Linked DNA regions of Macaca mulatta: region 1 is linked to region 2. The links are chromatin contacts, called in public Hi-C maps. All regions are on one chromosome and are shown on one strand. Each heading gives the region's core, a stretch centred on a gene start, on an enhancer-like site or on the middle of the called end of the contact. The rest is flanking DNA. Distances are from core to core; before and after follow the strand shown. Region 1 holds the start of IPMK (inositol polyphosphate multikinase). Region 2 holds the start of UBE2D1 (ubiquitin conjugating enzyme E2 D1).

What was found. A called contact is a pair of places that touch in the nucleus more often than the background predicts.
Region 1: a contact with region 2 is called in a Hi-C map of cortical neurons, with 3 times the contacts expected there. The contact joins the promoter of IPMK here to the promoter of UBE2D1 in region 2. A contact is called at or near these places in 2 of 14 Hi-C or Micro-C datasets (cortical neurons and fetal cortex germinal zone).

Annotation. Positions count from the first base shown.
Region 1 is chr9:91,595,165-91,599,093 of T2T-MMU8v2.0, forward strand. IPMK (inositol polyphosphate multikinase) reads left to right here and starts at 2,545. Exons shown (of 6, transcript XM_015147592.3): 1 at 2,545-3,160. The coding sequence starts at 2,971. It overlaps CISD1 (CDGSH iron sulfur domain 1), which reads right to left and starts at 1,457. Exons shown (of 3, transcript NM_001257590.2): 1 at 1,299-1,457. The coding sequence starts at 1,329.
Region 2 is chr9:91,528,495-91,532,532 of T2T-MMU8v2.0, forward strand. UBE2D1 (ubiquitin conjugating enzyme E2 D1) reads right to left here and starts at 2,088. Exons shown (of 7, transcript NM_001257863.1): 1 at 1,862-2,088. The coding sequence starts at 1,885.

The DNA of each region.
Region 1 (3,929 bases), core at 1,295-3,794, 67 kb after region 2:
TAAAAAGATCCCACATTTTAAACACACACTGTGGAATCTTTTGGTCCACCTCAAACATGTGCAGTCTTCCTGTAAAATTAAAAGTATCAGCGGCACAAGTCACACGAACATCTCATTTCACAAGTCTTACTCCCAAGAGAACAGTTTTCCAAAAAACAAAAACAAAAATCACACCCTATTTTAAATGCACCAAGCTGCCTCTATTAAAAAAGTCTCAAGATAAGTATCCTTTAATATAATTTTTGCAAATAATAATCTCTATATCATTAGTAACTTCGAAATGTCATGGAATATCACCCTTACTTAGCCAGGTAAATTTTGTCAACAGAAGTGGAACTCTCCAATTTTTGGAAACTACCTATTAAAAAAATAGGGCTCAAGTTAGTAGGGACTTTACATTACCTGGCACTACAGATGCTCAATATTTACTGAACGTATTTTTAATTAACCTCTGGACAATCTCTTTGCCTTTACTCAAAACCTTGCGAAGTGGTGTTTTATAGAGGGACAAAGATCACACATACCGTGTGTCTGGTACACAGTATTGTATTAACAACTATAACATCACCAAGAATGGTTATAAAGTGAAACTCCACACTAAATGACTGCTTATAAAGTCTCCTAATTTTATTATAAGGGACTTTCTGCGAAATACTGTTTCCAAACGCTAAGTACTAGCATTGGGGAAAGAAGACTCAGAAAGCTGAAGGTTCAACGAAGGCGGGTTTCAATTCTTTATCCTGGACTACTGCCACCGAGTGCCAGATGCCAGGGGCATAACAAAAAACCGGGAAAACTGAAGACCTCGGATTGGGTTTCATCCCTGGAAAAAAAAAATCTGCAAAACTAAGATGTGATTAGTCATGCAATGCTTCAGGATTGCAGGAAATCGACGTTGTGGCCCGACGCTGACTGAAACAGGAGAAGGGTAAACAGGTTTGCTGTTGTTTTCTCCCACCTTTCCTTTCTTTCCAGGCTCTGTGACTTAAGGATATGAAAGCGTCTTAGAAGAGAACAAGAAAAGCTAGCGGCGCGGTCATTTGGTGTTAGGGTTTGGCTAGTTGGGGGAAACGTGGACTCTGGTCTCGCATGGCCCCAAACCATCAATCCATCCCTGACCTCGCCCCCCTTCCCTATCCCGGCCGGAGCCCGCAGCCGGGCCGAGCACTTGCCCTTCTGCATCTCAAGGTTATAGGACCGGCGGGCGTGTAGGGCAGCGGTAAAACAACCCAGCTGAGCTGCGGGCGCAGCAACCGGTGAGCCTCACCAGCCTCACCCGCTCCCAGGCCCCACTTCACCTCGTACGCTGGAACTGGAAGTCAGACTCATGGCGCCGTCGCTTGCAAGGCGTGTGCACTAGGATACCGAGCACAAACGGGTTCGCGCGGCCGGCGAGACTAAAGGTGCCAGTGCCGTACTAAGGGCACCGACTCCGCGCTGCTACCGCGCAGGCGCCGCGGCGGGTCGTAAGCACGTGTGTGAGCTCGACCCTGGTAGGTGCTGAGCATGCGTGGAGCTGTGCCCTGGGCCTTAAGGAAGTCTGGACTCCGGATTTTGACAGCCACGGGAGCGGGGAGGAGGAAAAGACTTAGGTAGCAACGGAGTTTGCGCAACGCCGAGGGGCGGGGCCCTGAAGCGGAGGGGCAGGGCCCTGGGATTAGGGAATCCAGGCCAGATTTTACGTCTCTTCCAGGTGTGTGGGCTTGTGGGGACAGAGACAGGTGTTAATAGGACACTTACTTTAATCAGATACCTAAGATTTGACCCCAGTTTTTCTTGCTCGAGGCTTGTGACGATTTACCTTCAAGTCCAGGTCCAGCTTTTATATAACACGCCAGTGGCGGACATACAGGAATCAATGACTGAGTCCCATTCCAGAACCTCGCTTAGCTACCGGTGTCCATCCCTTTCTCCGGCTTTTGATATAATTATCTACTCAGGACCTTGGAACCTGCACTGTCTTAAAGGTCGAGTGGGAGAGAGAAAAAACTTGCTCCTTTCTTTAAAAAACGTGTTCACTTAAAAAAATTAGGATTTTTCTCTTTTACAGTATGAAATTAGTGTCGGTTCCAATTTTATTTTATTTTTATATGTTTTATTTTTTGGTAAGAGCGGTTTAGACACAGCAATCCGGGGAGGGGGTGCTGAGATTAACTAGAAGGGTATTTTGAAGGGGCATCTTCTAATAAGCTGCCTGCTTTAACTTCTGTTGTTTTTGTGCGGGGTGGGAGTTGGAGGGAGTTGAGTGCAGTTAGGGGTGGCCTTTAGAGCCACCCTTGGCAATGCTAGTGCCTTCCAATTCTAATGCCGGACTGCTCCGCACACTTGGAAGTCCCTGGCTTCTCTGAGCTGACGCGCTGAGAAGCGTGTTGAATGAATGAAGCCACAGCAGCACGCGAGACTTCGAAATGCCCGCGAGGTGGGGGTGAGAAGGAACACGAGTGCGCTTGCCCCATCCCTGCTCGCCGTCGCCAGGTCCCGGCAGCGCCGCGCGCCCTCCCCGCTGATGGCAGGGGGGTGTCCTGTCGGACGGCCTCTGGGCATGCTCAGTAGCGGCGGTGCAGGCGGCGCTGACGCGCGCGCGGCAGCTGAGGGGACTGGAGGACGGTGGGAGGGGGCGGGGGCGCAGGAGGTGGGGCCGCCGTCGCCGTCAGGGCCCCAGGGAGCGCGGGGCGCCGCTGCTGCTGCTCTTCGGCTCGGTTCTGTCTACTGGGCAGCGCCGGGGCCGGCGGCTGAGGCGGCAGAGGAGCAGGAGCCGGGAGCCGCGCTCCGCCGAGTTGGGCAGAGGAGCGCCCGCGTCCCTGCGGCGTCATGGGCCCCCTCCCGGGGCCTCAGCGGGCACCAGCCGCGGGAACCCCCGGGCCTCCTCGCGCCCGAGCCTGAGCGACCCCCGGGTTCTCCGGCGCCCCCTCCCTTGCCCTATTTTTTTTTTTCCTGCTCTCGCTGCCGCTACCGCTTCTGCTCTCCGTTATGGCAACAGAGCCACCATCCCCCCTCCGGGTCGAGGCGCCGGGTCCCCCAGAAATGCGGACCCCACCGGCGATCGAGGCCACCCCTGAGGGCACCCCGCAGCCGGCGGGCGGCAGACTCCGCTTCCTCAACGGCTGTGTACCCCTCTCGCATCAGGTGGCCGGGCACATGTACGGGAAGGACAAAGTGGGTAAGTGGGGGTGGCACGGGGTTCGCCGCTCCCCTTCCGCCTCCGCGAGCCCCCTGCCAGCCGAGGCAGCCTGGCGCTCCCGGGCCCCCCTGGTGTGCACGCCAAATCCCCGGCCTCTTCCGCTGTCCCCCGAAGCCTCGCCACTGGAGAACAAGGGGTCGGAAAGTGGGACGATTCCTAGGGTGTGGGTCGTCAGGCTTGCAGCACTGGTGGCAGGGAGAGGCGTGCCTGGTCTCACCCACCCCCCGGGGAGGTTGGGTGTTGATTGGAGACGGCGTTGTTAGTGAAAATAAGGAACTTCATTTTTACTGGACGGGGAAGTAAATTCTCCCTTGAGCACAAGGTCTGTTTATTATAGGCGAGTAGCTATTGCAAAAGAAAAGGAATGAAATGCAGATGATGCTAATCTAGTACTTCTCTGCTGGGTGCAGCTGCATAGCTGGAGGGGAAGAAAAACACTGGGCTTTTTTGGGGGGAGGTGAGAAGGGAAGAAAGCTTGTCTGTGATTTTTCCCTGTCCCTTGAGGAGGTTTTTCTGGTGTCTCCTTGATTTCTCTGGGAGGCGTGGTTCCAGTAGTGCAGAAACTCGGATTCCTGGTAGGAAATTCACACGGGTATGGTACTAGAATGATACACAAAATGTTCAACTATTCTTGTTCATTTTATAAGGCTGTACCATGGCTACTGTAATACATTTTCTGAGTTCACAAGTTTAAAGCTTATCTCAGCTTAGGAACTCTAATTCATCTAGCTTACTCGTAGTGGTTTCC
Region 2 (4,038 bases), core at 838-3,337:
AAATCAAATACACCAGTTCAGCATGGTGATTGACGAGAACTGCCAAGTATGGTATTTACAAACAATGTTCATATTTCTTTGAATATCCACTTACTGTGGACAAATTGCACAGCATTTAAACGCTATTGTTATAGTTGGGTATGGTGACTTGTGCCTGTAATCCCAGACTCTCTGGAGGACAGGAGTTCAAGACCAGCATGGGCAACATACTGAGATCCCCATCTCTTAAAAAAACACAGTGATAATTTAAAAAGCTCTTGTATGTGCAAAATCATGTGAAAAATTCTCACAACTAGGAAAGAAGGAAATAGAATTTGAAAACTTCCTTGGAAGATGTGCATTTTCTGATCCAAATGTGAACCAATATTACGTCGTCATTAATAAGTATGCAAGTTATGGTAAAGAGGCCGACTGAGGCTTCAAAATTAGGATATTTATATAAAACAACGTGTAACTGAACTATCTTCAAACAAGAAAACATTATAACTTAATAAATGCTGATGCTGATTGTTAACTGTATGTTTTACAATGAGACGACCTTTAAATGGGACAAAAAATAACAGGTGATCAACAGATTTAGAATTTGAAAATAAAAAACTGGCAGGCTCTAAAAGTTGCTGTCCTCTGTACCTAAAGATGCCACTAGTGGCTAGTCAGAATACAATGTGTACGTCACTATCACTGCTCTAACATTTACTATTGCTATAATGGACTACTGGTCAAAAAAGTAGATAAAAATGTGGGCATTAATTTCTTCTGAAACAACTACAAAATACACTGACCATTGTTGCTTAACTTAGTGAAAAGCACTCCCTATTTAACAAACACATTCTCAATGTTCCCAGTGTGAACTGTAACTGTAAAACCTAAAACTTGGGTCAGTACACAGACCAACAAGAAATAAAAATGAACAGAAAGAAATGCCCGAATATCAATTCTGAAGGATGTTCGCTTCTGAAATGGTGGCAATAAATACTGTGAAAAAAAGACAATTCCACACACAGGGTTGAGATGGGTGAACAGTTGTTGGATGAAGATACATATTTCTTCCTCATTTTATACCCATGTGTCAAAGCATCAAAACAATCTATTTGCGACAGTTTATGTTGTGTCTCGAACTTTACATCTAAGTTTACCATGAGGGGCAAAAAAAACCTGTTTGGCTTGACTCACCGTGAATCACAGCCAGGAGGTCATCTTGTTGTGTATCAGCAACTATGTTTTCGCTACAGCTATGTGACCTGAAGTGGCAGCAGCAGAGGCACCAAAATAGAAGGGGCAGGAGCCTTCTCTTGGCTTCTTGGCCGCAAATGGGCTTTCCAGCCCATTCGGGCAACTGAGCAAGAGCCAACCGCAGAGGAGAAAGAACCAACCCGACAGCTCCGCGGAGAAAGGCTGCAGGCCCACCCCACCTTCCGTGCCCTCCCGGGGAGCCCGGGTAAGCAAGAACATAAAAGAGACAGGCTTAAGAAACAGCCTGGAGAAAACACAGCATGACAGGGGTCAAAACTAGCCTCATGGAGGGCAAAACCCAGCCGTGACCGTGAAGCACAGATTTCGGGGCGGTCTGGACGCGGAGGAGGCTCTCTACCCTGGGGCTCCGGGAGCGGCCCCGGCGCGAGCGCGCCACGGGCCCCCAGCCTTCAAGCTCCCCCGGCCGCCTGGGATCTGCCCCCGCTCCCACCTAACCTGTCCGGTGCCCGCTGGCCGGGCCCGAGCCTCCAGCTCCCTGCCCGCACCCCGGCCCACCCTTCCATCCCGTGCTTTCCCTGCATATCTCTCGGGACCACTGGCCGAGTCAGCGTGGGCAGGCGCCGCTGCCCTGCTGCCCCGCAGCCCCAGGCCCGGCCCCGGCACTCACTTTCTGAATCCGCTTCAGCGCCATGGATCAGGGATCGCGGTGGGGACACCGGCCGGCAGGGGTCGGCTGCGGGGCTCGGGGGCGTGAGTCTTCGCGAGTTGGGCTCGCTGGCAGCTCAGCTGGCTCCGCGCGGTGGGTCCCCGGTTCGCCGCTCCCTGGCTCGCTCCGGGCGCCGGTCCCTGCTCCGTCTGCGCCCGAGCGCGAGTGTGCGCGAGTGTGCGGGCGGGGAGGCCGGCGAGACTCTTTTGTTTCCGCTTTTGCTTCTGGGAAGGAGCCTGCGCCCTCCCCGCCGCGCCCCGCCCCGCCTGGCATACTGGGAAGTGTAGTTCCAGCCCTGTCCTCGGCCGCAGGCCCCCAGACGCTGCCAGGTTACTTGCTGCTGACCTTAGCCAGGCAGCTTAAGGTGAGAGCTGCCGGGTGCTGGAGTTAGTCTCTACAGTCTCATTTAGAGCAAGTTACTGAACCTGGGGCTGCGCATCTGTAAAATGGGGATAACAAATGAGCTCCTAACGCACATAAAGGAATTTCTAAATCATCAGTTAGTAATTCCTTATCCAATAGGTGCCACAGCTGGTTTTATTATATTTACCTTTAAATATTTCACTGTCTTTTCTCAAATATATGAATTATCTCAATTACTCACCCAGCACACATGCACAAACTCATATCTATCAGACCCCTTACTTACCTCCTTGGTTCTTACTGCAGAGGAAAAAGGTGTCTCTTCTGTCCAATGCACAGATCTTCCGTGTCTGAGTGCATCGTCTGCTCATAGGTATGCCCCTCCCATAAATTACCCGCTTCGAACACCGAGTTCAGAGCTCTCACTCCCATCGTTGACTCCTTCCCTTCCATTGACAGTCTCTGACTAATAGTCAACGCACACTCCCCACTCTCCAATTCCTGGGCACTTGTGTACCCATTAAAACTTGGCTTCTTGGCCGGGCACAGTGGCTCACGCCTGTAATCCTAGGGCTTTGGGAGGCTGAGGCGGGCAGATTACCTGAGGTTGGGAGTTCGAGACCAGACTGGCCAACATGGTGAAATCCCATCTCTACTAAAAATACAAAAATTACCTGGGCATGGTGGTGGGCGCCTGTAATCCCAGCTACTCAGGAGACTGAGGCAGGAGAACCGCTTAATCCCGGGAGGCGGAGGTTGCAGTGAGCTGAGTTGGAGTCACTGCTCTCCAGCCTGGGCGACAGAGTAAGACTCTGTCTCAAAAAGGAAAAAAAAAAAAAGTGAAAACATCAACAGATGTTGGTGACGCTGAGGAGAAAAGGTAACATTTATATGCTGTTAGTGGGAATGTAAATTAGTTCAGCCATCGTGGAAAACAGTTTGGAGATTTCTCAAAGAACTTACAACAAAACTACCATTTGACCCAGCAATCCCATTACTGGTTATATATGCAACTGAAAACAAATTATTCCACCAAAAAGATATATGTTCTCACATGTTCATCAGTACTATTCACAATAGCAAAGACATGGAGTCAACCTAGGTGCTCATTAATGGTGGATTGGATAAAGAAAATGGGGCATACACTGTGGAATACTATGCAGCCATAAAAAAGAATGAAATAATATCCTTTGCAGCAACATAGATACAGCTGGAGGCCATTATCCTAAGTGAATTAATGCAGGAACAGAAAATGAAATACCACATATTCTTACTTATAAGTGGGAGCTAAACATCAGATATGCATTGTATTAGTCCGTTTTCATGCTGCTGATAAAGACATAGCCGAGACTGGGCAATTTACAAAAGAAAGGGGTTTAATTGGACAGTTCCACGTGGCTGGGGAAGCCTCACAATTGTGGCAGAAGGCAAGGAGGAGCAAGTCACACCTTACATGGATGGCGGCAGGCAAAGAAAGAAATGAGAACCAAACAAAAAAGGGTTTCTCCTTACAAAATCATCAGATCTAGGCTAGACATAGTGGCTCATGCCTATAATCCCAGAACTTTGGGAGACCAAAGCAGGGGCATCACCTGAGGTCAGGAGTTTGACACCAGCCTGGCCAACATGGTGAAACCCCGTCTTTACTAAAACTATAAAAATTAGCCAGGGTGGTGGTGCACGTGCCTGTAGTCCCCGCTACTTGGGAGGCTGAGGCAGGAGAATTGCTTGAACCCCAGAGGCAGAGGTTGTAGTGAGCTGAGATTATGCCACTG